Regions from separate parts of the Macaca mulatta genome. Here region 2 is linked to region 1. The links are chromatin contacts, called in public Hi-C maps. All regions are on one chromosome and are shown on one strand. The core of a region is the stretch at or near the end of the contact, and the rest is flanking DNA. Distances in the headings are between cores, read along the strand shown.

What was found. Hi-C and Micro-C count contacts between places; a contact is called where the count stands out from the background.
Region 2: a Hi-C map of CD4 T cells shows a contact between it and region 1, with 5 times the contacts expected there. The contact joins the promoter of PIGY here to the promoter of HERC6 in region 1. A contact is called at or near these places in 4 of 14 Hi-C or Micro-C datasets (CD4 T cells, blood, fetal cortical plate and 1 more).

Annotation. Positions count from the first base shown.
Region 1 is chr5:97,695,215-97,700,452 of T2T-MMU8v2.0, reverse strand. It overlaps HERC6 (HECT and RLD domain containing E3 ubiquitin protein ligase family member 6), which reads right to left and starts at 1,706. Exons shown (of 22, transcript XM_078002009.1): 1 at 1,265-1,706. The coding sequence starts at 1,463.
Region 2 is chr5:97,843,389-97,848,707 of T2T-MMU8v2.0, reverse strand. It overlaps PIGY (phosphatidylinositol glycan anchor biosynthesis class Y), which reads left to right and starts at 2,660. Exons shown (of 2, transcript NM_001265768.1): 1 at 2,660-2,951; 2 at 4,423-5,319. The coding sequence starts at 4,660. The coding sequence ends at 4,875. It overlaps PYURF (PIGY upstream open reading frame), which reads left to right and starts at 2,639. Exons shown (of 2, transcript NM_001261568.1): 1 at 2,639-2,951; 2 at 4,423-5,319. The coding sequence starts at 2,749. The coding sequence ends at 4,564.

The DNA.
Region 1 (5,238 bases), core at 457-2,956:
CTATTCTCAGCAAGTCATCAGAAATGTGGTCAAATATTTGCTTACAAGAATATCAATCAGTATTATTTATAAAAGTCCCTAGTGGGAAACAATCTAATTTCCACAAAAAGAGAATAATTATGGTACTCTCAGAGTTTAGAATGTTATGTAGCAATTTAAAATATATTTTCAAAACATACACAACAAAAGGGTAATATGTTCATAAGATTATGTTTGATGAAAACACAGTGTTCAGAGTTGCATGAATACTGCATATACAAATCTATAATGACATGATTTTTATAAAGATTATATACATAGAAAAAAGTAGACAGGGAGAAAATGCATCAAAATGTTAGGAGTTATCTTTGGGTGTTGGAGCTACGGTGATTTTGTTCTCGTATTTCTACAATAATCCATAACGATTATTGTATTATCATATATAAACAATATATATTTATTATTATTATTATTTTGAAACGGAGTCTTGCTCTGTCGCCAGGCTGGAGTGCAGTGGTGCGATCTCAGCTCACTGCAACCTCCGCCTCCCGGGTTCAAGCGATTCCCCTGCCTCAGCCTCCCTAGTAGCTGGGACTGCAGGCACACGCCACCACGCCCGGCTAGCCCGGCTAATTTTTTGTATTTTAGCAGAGACGGGGTTTCAGCATATTGACCTGGATGGTCTCGATCTCCTGACCTCGTGATCCGCCGGCCTCAGCCTCCCAAAGTGCTGGGATTATAGGAGTGAGCCACTGCGCCCAGCCTATCACATATTTTTAAAGAAAAAAAGGTCCCAGTGTATTTCTAAGGGAGATACATGTGTCCAACCCACAAACCACGTTTGTAAGGTCAGGCTGCCTTCTCCAGGTAGAACCGTGCAGGCGAGGATTTGTCTGCAAGGCAAGCCGGAGGGACCACATCTCTGTCCAGAGCAGCGTTGACCAGGTTAGTTTCGGCTCTCAGTTTCGCTTTGAACTTGAATTGGAAACCGAAACAAATCCGAGGGGCATCGGGAAAACGAAACTGAGGAAGCTGCTCTTCGTAGCACAGGGCACCATTTTCCCGGTTCCTGTGGCTCTTCTGGTCCGGAGGGATCCGAGGCTCCCAACACCCCCCCCTGCCTGGCCCGCGGCGCCCAGCATCTGAGCCACTCCCTGCACCTGGGCCCCCGCGCCCCTCACCCGGGGTCCCAGCGCCCCGCACCCGGTTCTCTGCGCCCGGTACCCAAGCCCCCGCGCCCATGCACTGGGGTCCCCACACCCCGCACCTGGGGCCCCGCGCTCACCTGGCAGCTCCCCGCGCGGCGCTCTCCTGCGGCCCAGCTGGCCCCTGCTGTTGTCTCCGCACGAGAGGACCCTGTGGTTGGTCAGCAGCAGCAGAGAGTGGCGCTCCCCGCTGGCCGCCTGCAGTAGCTCAGCCCCGGGGCTGCGCTCCGTCCTCCGGCGCTGCAGCTCCCTGGAGTCGGTGCCCCAACAGAAATACATCCCGCTTCTGCGCCCTGTCGCCTGCTCCGGATTCCGTCCGTCCCGCTGCGACAGGCTCCCGAACGCTGGTGACTGGGTGCGCGATGATTTCCAGGATATCAAGATGCTCACCCTGTCTTCAACCCGCCCCAGGAGCGCAGCCCTGGCTCCACGTCAGCTCTCTCTGCTGCCTGAACTTCAAGTGCTGAAGAGCAGAGAGGGCGTCCCAGGTGTTGAACCTGGGTTTATATCCTAAGCCATTTATGAGTCATTAATGCCACTTTGAGTAGGTTACCTCATGATTCCGTGCTTCAGCTATCACATCTACGAAATATGGACAGCAATTCAGCAAATCTAATATGTTGGGATAATTTAATAGATATCTAAAGTGTTAGAATTGAAGCATCCGAGTGCCCACCTCTTTCCAGACCTTTTTTGGCACTGAAAATACAAGTTTGTTTTTTGTTTGTTTGTTTGAGACGGAGGAGTCTCGCTCTGTTGCCCAAGCTGGAGTGCAGTGGCACCATCTCGGCTCATTGCAACCTCCGCCTCACGGGTTCAAGCGATTCTCCACTCTCAGCCTCCAGAGTAGGTGGGATTACGGCCGTGCGCCACGACGTCCGGCAAATTTTTGTATTTTTAGTAAAGATGGGGTTTCCTTATGTTGGCCAGGCTGGTCTCGAACTCCTGACCTCAAGTGATCCACCCCCCCACCCTCAGCTTCCCAAAGTGCAGGGATTACAGGCCTGAGCCTCCGCGCCCGACCTGCAAATACAGTTAGTGAAAGACAAGATCCTCTTGATGCATTTACATAAAACACATAAGTGTAATATCAAGGGGCAACGAAAAATACAACAGGAACCAGAGGGTGGAGGCCGAAGGCACTGGTATTTGAGATATTAGGAAAGATCTCCCTGATGAAGTGATATTTGTGCAGAGAGCTGAGGGGACATGGGAAATGAGGGAATGAGTCGTGATATTGCCTAAGGGCAGAGGATGAAAAGCAGCAGTTGGAAGGTTTTGAATAGAGAAGAGCCATGATCTGACTTTAGTTTTTAAAGATTCATCTGGCTGCTGTGTGAAAAATAATAGGACACAAATGGAAGCAGAAAGCCAATTAGCAGAGACTACTTCAGAGTCCAGGTCAAGTGATATCCTAGAAGGGAAGAGAGAAGTTATTAGATTCAAGACGTGTTTTGAAAGTAAGAGTCCACAGATTTGATGACGGATTGGAAATTGGGGGGAAAGAAGAAAAGGGATTAGGGATTACTCCAGGGTTGGCTTAGGGGTTACTGCAAGGTAAACTCTACTGGACTGGGAAACCGTGAGGAAGGTGCAGGTTTAGAGCTATGTGGGTCTGGAGTATAGATTGGTAATAACTGTGAGATGCTTGTTAATCAAGAAGGCAATAGGATAAACTGTTTTGGAGTTGTAGAGAGAAGCTGGGGTGTAGTCAGAAAATTGGGAGCCATCAGTGTAGAGATGATGCTTAAAGCCAGATGGCTGAATGAGAACCCCCAGGGGGTGAATGTGGCAACAATGTGGCAGAGGCTAGAGGACTGATCATAGGAGGAAAACCAGGAGCGGGAGTTATAGACAGAGCAAGTAATGAATAAGGGAAGGATCAACTCTTGTCAATTTCTTGTAGAGCAAGGTAAGGATTGAGCACTGATTTGTATTTATTTATTTGTTTGTTTGAGACTGAGTTTCCGCTCTTGTCGCCCAGGCTGGAGTGCAATGGCACCATCTCAACTCACAGCAACCTTTGCCTCCCAGCTTCAAGTGATCCTCCCGCCTTAGCCGCCTAAGTAGCGGGACTACAGGCATGTGCCACTACGCCCAGCTAGCTTTTGTATTTTTTGAAGAGATGGGGTTTCACCATGTTGCCCAGGCTGATCTCGAACTCCTGACCTTAGGTGATCTGCCTACCTCAGCCTTCCAAAGTGCTGTGATTACAGGCCACCATGTCCAGCTGAGCACTGGATTTTAGATTTGGCAACTTTGACAATGTTAGCCATCATCAGCATTATTGATTTTTTTAAAGAAACTATTATAGAACCTATTTATATAATTTCAGTTCACCACTCTTTATGACCATATTCCAAGTTCTTTAAAGAGAAGAACAAATGTTCTTTATTTTTCTACTTCAAGAGTACCTGGAACTTGGTAGATGCTAATAAGGGTATATTGGACAATTGGATTGATGAGTAGTGAGTCAGTGAATAGTATTAATATTTCTGGTTCTGTTTTCTTATATACCAAATATAACCTTTTTCTGAATAGTAATTTCTTAATGTTTATTTCTTTTCTCAAGCACAGAATGTAAGAGTTTGGTATTATTACCATAAGACACTGAGCCCTCATATTATTTCTTTAAAAAAAAATTTTTTTTTTGAGACAGAGTCTCGCTTTGCCACCTAGGCTGGAGTGTAGTGGCATGATCTCAGCTCACTGCAAACTCCACCTCCCCGATTCAAGCGATTCTCCTGCTTCAGCCTCCTGAATAGCTGAGATTATAGGCGGGCACTACCACACCTGGCTAGTTTTTGTATTTTTCGTAGAGATGGGGTTTCACCATGTTTGCCAGGCTGGTCTCGAACTCCTGACCTCAAGTGATCTGCCTGCCTCAGCCTCCCAAAGTGCTGGGATTACAGGCATGAGCCACCAATCTTGGCCTAAAAAATTTTTTATTGATACATAATAGATGTACATGTTTTGGGGGTACATATGATAATTTGACACATTATCAAATTGGGATATCTATCTCCTTAAGTAATTTATCTTGGGCTAGCCACAGTGGCTCATGCCTGTAATCCTAGCACTTTAGGATGCCAAGATGGGAGGATCGCTTGAGCTCAGGAGTTGGAGACCAGCTTGGGCAACATGGTGAAACCCTATCTTTACCAAAAACACAAAAAATAGCTGGGCGTATTGGCACATACCTGTAGATCCAGCTACATGGGAGGCTGAGGTGGGAGGATTGCTTGAGCCTGGAGCCTGGCAGGTGGAAGGTGCAGTGAGCCCAGATCACGCCACTGCACTCCCACCTGCACGACAGAGCCAGACCCTATCTCAAAAAAAAAAAAAAAAAAAAAAGGAACATTCAAATTATTATTGGCTAGTGATTTTGAAATGTACCTATAGTCATTCTACTGAGCTGTTGAACACCAGGTCTTATTTCTTCTATCCAAATGTATATTTGTACCCATTAATCAACCTCTCTTCATTTTCCCCACCACCTCCCCCATTCTTCCTGGGCTCTGGTTACCAACAGTCTACTCCTTATCTTCATGAGGTTCACTCTTTTTTTTTTTTTTTAACTCTCTGACATGTGAGTGAAAACACGTGATAATTGTCTTTCTGTGCTTGGCTTATTTCACTTAACATAATGACCATTCCACCCATGTTGTTGCAAAAATGACAGAATTTCATTCTTTTTTTTATGGCTGAAGAATATTTCATTACGTGTATGTACCACATTTTCTTTATCCATTCATCTATTGATGGGCACTTAGCCTGATTCCAAATTTGGGCTATTGTGAATAGTACTGCAATAAATGTGGGAGTGCAGATGTCTCTTTGATATATTGATTTCCTTTCTTTTGTATATACACCAAGTAGTGAAATTGCTGAATCATACGGTATTTCTATTTTTTGTTTTTTGAGGAATCTCCATACTGTTCTCCATAGTGGCTGTACTAATTTACATTCCCACCAACAATGTATGAAATGTACACTAACTTAAGTGTACGTTTCTCTACATCCTCACCAGCAATCCTTACTCCCTTTTGGTAAA
Region 2 (5,319 bases), core at 1,411-3,910, 150 kb before region 1:
CCATCTAGTGGAAAATTTACTTTGACTCATTTCTTTGGATTACAGGTTCATAAATTTCAATCCCCCCAAATTTGGAATTGATGGGCTTTGTTAAAATACATAGTCCAGCCCCTCTTCTGCCTAGAGATTTCTAACTTCATGTGTGTGATAATCCAATAATTGTGTTTCAATAGTATCCATATTGGAAATTAGAAAAATTCCATTTCAGTTAAAAAGAGTGTCCCAGAAGTACCTTGTGCTTTCCCTTTTCATCAGAATGTTTACTAGTTTCACCATAATAAATAATTTTATTGCTAACAACGTTCTTTAGATGTGTTAGCCCCTGTACTGTTTTACTTGAATTGTTTTATTTAGTCTGTTCAAACACCATAAGTTACATACTATTATTATTGTATTTCACAAATGAGAAGGTTGAGGGGGGAACTTAAGTAGCTTCTCCAAGGTCACACAGGTATACTGTATCTGAGCTCAGAACCCATCAGGTTATTGTGCACAGGCCTATGTGACAGGAAAGGTCATAGCCATGTGAACAGTGAAAAGGGACTAACTTTTAAAAGCCCAGTTCCAGTCCCATGATCCTATACTATCATCTACATTTAGCTTAGTATACTACGGGCAGAAATGAATCGTGTTACTAAGGGCTATTTAGGGACATTTTGCTTTGATATGTTGCAACTTAATACGCACATGGTGACAGTCATACATTCAGATGTTCCTTAAATATTGGTTGTTGATTTCTGGTGTTATAAATTTGAGGATGTTTTCAATACTTTGCTGTTACTCTCTATTCTTCCCCTAAATAAAGTAAACGGAATTGCCTCAAACGCTCTATGTGCAGGCAAACTGAAACTAATTTATTTATAACTGGTTAGAAAACCCAGTTGATAGAGGCATGTCAGCCAAGCTAGCTGAGGCTTAAGCGTGGGTGCCTTCCCCTACCCAACAAGGGCCAAGGGTTGGGCCCACTCAGTGCTGGCAGAAGTCAAGTGCTGTTTCTCCTTAAGCAGAAACTTATCTTTCCTACAGTTCACCCCTTCCCTTGAGCCCAAATTATCAACTGACTTCAACTGAAAATTAATTCCTGCTACTGCCCTAGTCGGAAATAGTGTGAAGGTAACATAGGAACTTTACAGTAGTTTCCCTTGAGGGTAAGTCCTGGTAACTGCCCTATTCTCTAGTCCGTTAGTGACTGGGGGGGTAAGTCCTGATAACTGCCCTATACTCTAGTCCCTTAGTGACTCTAATAACCGACTATGAAAGATTTCTTTGTGGGGGAAGGAAGGTGTGGCAACCGGAGACTTTCATTATCTCTTAAATATCTATCCAGTAGAAGTGTTTCCTTTTTGGTATCCTACAAACTACATTAACCTTAGAAAATCTCCTGAGCATTAGTGAACAAAGAACATCAAAAAATTAACTTTTTTTTTTAAAAAACAGGATGGCCCAAAAAACAAATAGACAAAAAATTAGGATGAACGCATAAACATTTCTCAATTTATTTTTACATTGGAGTGGGAGAGAAATTTGAAAATATAAACATATTTTCGTATTCTTTCCTTCTAGCCCCAGGAACTCAAAGTGTGAAATGATAATGCCCAGAGATGCAAAAAAAAGTTCAGGTTGATATTCAGCAGAACGGAGGGAAAAAATGGATGACTAACAAGAAACTTTGAGTCTTCGGACATGGAAAAACTAGATGACATAAAAATAAAAATAGACAACATTAATAGAGCACTAATTTGTGCCAGGCACTTTTCTAAATGTTCTTCGAATGCACAATCACATTTATCCCCTACCTTGACAGAACAAGGTAGGTACAATTATTAATCTTATACAGATAAGTAAAATGAGCAGTTAAGTCACTTGCCGAAGTAATCCGGCTACTAAACTGTGGACAGGAAACCAAGCTGTCAGGCCCCAGAGCCCAAGTTCCCATCTACTACACTGTAAGAAAGAGATCTAACATGCATCACTTCCTCGGAGAGTCGGAAGCAAACCTGGGATACAAATTCACTGAATGGATCACCCATTTGACTAACAGACATCTGCCTGTTACACAGTTATTTAGGCCCTTTGCGGCCTCCAAGCTCATTGATAGAAGTAAATTAGTTGTGCTTTATTACGCAAATACTTCACAATGACTGGGTCTCAGGCAGGAAGAATTTATATATTTTGGAGGGTCAGAGGCCTAGACCATTCCTTCCAGGTTCTCACTTTTTTAAATGAGACAGAAAGAAGTCAAACAAGATTACAGAAACTAATGGTATAGTAAAGACGTACATGAAACAAATGAACGCTTTCAATACATCCATGGCAATACATTCAATACAATACATGACAGTGTGTTTGAAACTTCACTTGGAGGTAACCACGTAGGTCCAAGCCTAACTCCCTACAACTCTGAGATCTGGCCACTGGCTTCCTAGCATCTCTGCCACAGGCCCCGGTGAAAGCCCAGACACCTCGACTTAAACACTGATTTAGTTTGTAGTCTGGTAAGGCGGCGGGGCACCCACTAGAGGCCTCAGCCCTGGGGCTGTCCTACGGCCTGCAGATGACGTCCGTGGGAAAAGCAGTCGGAGCAGGAGCACCCTCGGAACCAAAGCGCCCGCCCCGCCTACTCACCGGCAGCGTTTCCCAGAGCACCAGGGGGCGGGGCCTGGTCGGCTGGCTTGTACTACCGCGGAGCGAGGAGCTCGGCCCCGGCTGGCGGAGGCGCAGTGAGGCCTGGTCTCCGGCTGCCAGACCATGCTGAGCGGAGCACGCGGCAGGCTCGCCTCAGCGCTGCGGGGAACTAGCGCAGCGCGGTCCGCGGTCGCCTGTAGGTGTCTGCACGCGTCGGGCTCGCGGCCTTTGGCCGACCGGAGCAACGAGACGGAGGAGCCGCCCCGCGCCTTGGATCCGGCGCTGCTGGAGTTCCTGGTGTGCCCGCTCTCCAAGAAGCCGCTCAGGTGACTCGCTGGTCTTGGCCCTTCCTTCGCAGCCTCCCGGTGGGCGGAAAGGGAGTGGTGGACCGCGGCCTGTCTCAGCCACTGGGGACTTGTAGGTCGGTGAATACTCTCCGCTGCCATATTCTGGACTCTGTCCCCGCCGGTGCATGCACCTCCCCCTGCGGCGGGCAGAACGGGGGAGACCGGAGGCCAGGGGAGCCGCGTCCCACATCTCCCAGAGCACATAGCCAGCCTGCCGGAATGGCTCGAAGCGTTTTAGGCTTCGCGACCGGCTGCTCTTTGCAATCACCCGGGGACCGTTTTAAAAATGCCGATTCCCCTGCAGCCCCCAAGACGGGCAGACTTGGAATGCTCGGGGGTTGGGACCTGAACATTTGTATTTTCTTTTTTTCCTTTTAAGAGACAGGGTGCCCCCCTACGTTGCCCAGACTGGCCTAGAACTCCCACCTCAGCCTCCTCAGGAGTCGGGAGACAGGCGCCGCCCCCACGCCCAGCTTATTTGTGTTCTTAAATGGTCCCTAAATGATTTCTAACGTACCAGCAGGTTCTTGAATTACTGCGATTCAGGACAAGTCCAAAGCCATCCGGTTTTTAAGCCAAGATAATGAAAAGTATTTTACCCTCCAGATTCTTGTGAAAGTGTCTTGTACAACTGGTGCCTGACAATCTTAAGCAATTCAGCTGTGTATGCTGCCTGGTGGCTCTTAGTTGTGGCCTAGCAGATTTCTTAGAAGCCTCTTTAACCTAGTTTTTGGGAAGACAGCTCTACAGTTTCCAAGCTCCCAAAAATGGAATATTGACAACACTAACGCTAGTATTACAAATCGCATAAACGAAACACCAAAACGTTGTCAGTGGTTATCTTTGAGTGGTAGATTACTAGCAATTTTTCATATTTCTTTTTTCCCATAATAAACATATTCAGTTTTCTCAAACCTTGAAATTATTTGATTTGCGTTTATAACTAGCTCACGGCAGACTTACTGCTTTCCAAAGTTTCCTCATTTCTGCCCTCTCACCTTTTCCAGTGATTTCCTTCTAATGGATTAGTTAAGTTTTTCTACTTAGCATTTATTCTAAAACGAAGAAGTTGATTTTTCTCTAGTGTTTATTCCAGTAGTAAATTAACAGAGATGATTTGGGGGTTGACCAAAGTAATGAAGGAATATTTGGATAAGAGAGGGGGATCTTTTCTGACTAGTATGAAAAAAAAATTAAGGAATAACTTGTGAATAAGGTGAAAAAGAGAATATGAGAGAAACTGACTAAAATGGGAATAATTATAGATTCTAAGAGAATTTTTCTAAGATAAAAGGTTGAATTGGCTATCGTTGCTTTTAATTAAAGAAGACTATTCTGGGATTAACTCCATACCAAGAATTGGATAAATGGTGGTATTTGTTGAAAATCAGGCTCTTCAATTATTTTATTTTTCCACAACTCATTTTGTTCTTTTTTTTTTCCACCCCAGATATGAAGCATCAACAAATGAATTGATTAATGAAGAGTTGGGAATAGCTTATCCAATCATTGATGGGATTCCTAATATGATACCACAGGCAGCTAGGATGACGCATCAAAGTAAGAAGCAGGAAGAAGTGGAGCAGCGCTAGTTCATAATTAAAAAAACATAAAACGCAACAGCCAACTTTTCTTAGTACCATATACCTTTTAAAACACAGTGGCAGGTAATAAGTGGAAGAGAAGAATGTTTCTGTCTCTTCCTACATTGACTGTTCTTATTCCACTGGTTTCTTTAACAGGACTGTTCTACTCAGCCTCTGTGGAAGAAAACTTCCCACAGGGCTGCACTAGCACAGCCAGCCTTTGCTTTTACAGCCTGCTCTTGCCTATTACCATACCAGTGTATGTATTCTTCCACCTTTGGACTTGGATGGGTATTAAACTCTTCAGGCATAATTGATGCAACTAGAGTCAATATGCTGTATACATTAATGGTAGTTCTTGGGCATCTATCTCTGAAAGCTCAAATGGATGGAATTGAGTTTGTGGGAAAGAGGCTTTGCTTTGCGCATATCAGGCTTAGGACTGTGGGAAGCTTAAGTTGCAGGTGCTTCTTTTATTGTGCTCTTGTTCTGCCCTTGTTTTTTGAAGGCTCTGACTTATAACTGCTGTATCAGAAGAAACATTTTGACAGTGTCTTGTTGGAGATAAACATCCCTAATTGACATGTGATGACTATTTCTTATTCCATTCATCTAAAAGTCATTGAAATTTTGTTTTGCTTGTTTGTTTAGCTTCAAGGTCTTTGGTAAAGTCACATGTTAGGGATGACTGAAATAATTCCAAAGGAGTGATGTTGGAATAGTCCCTGTAAGGGAGAGAAATGCATTTGAACGAATGTGAT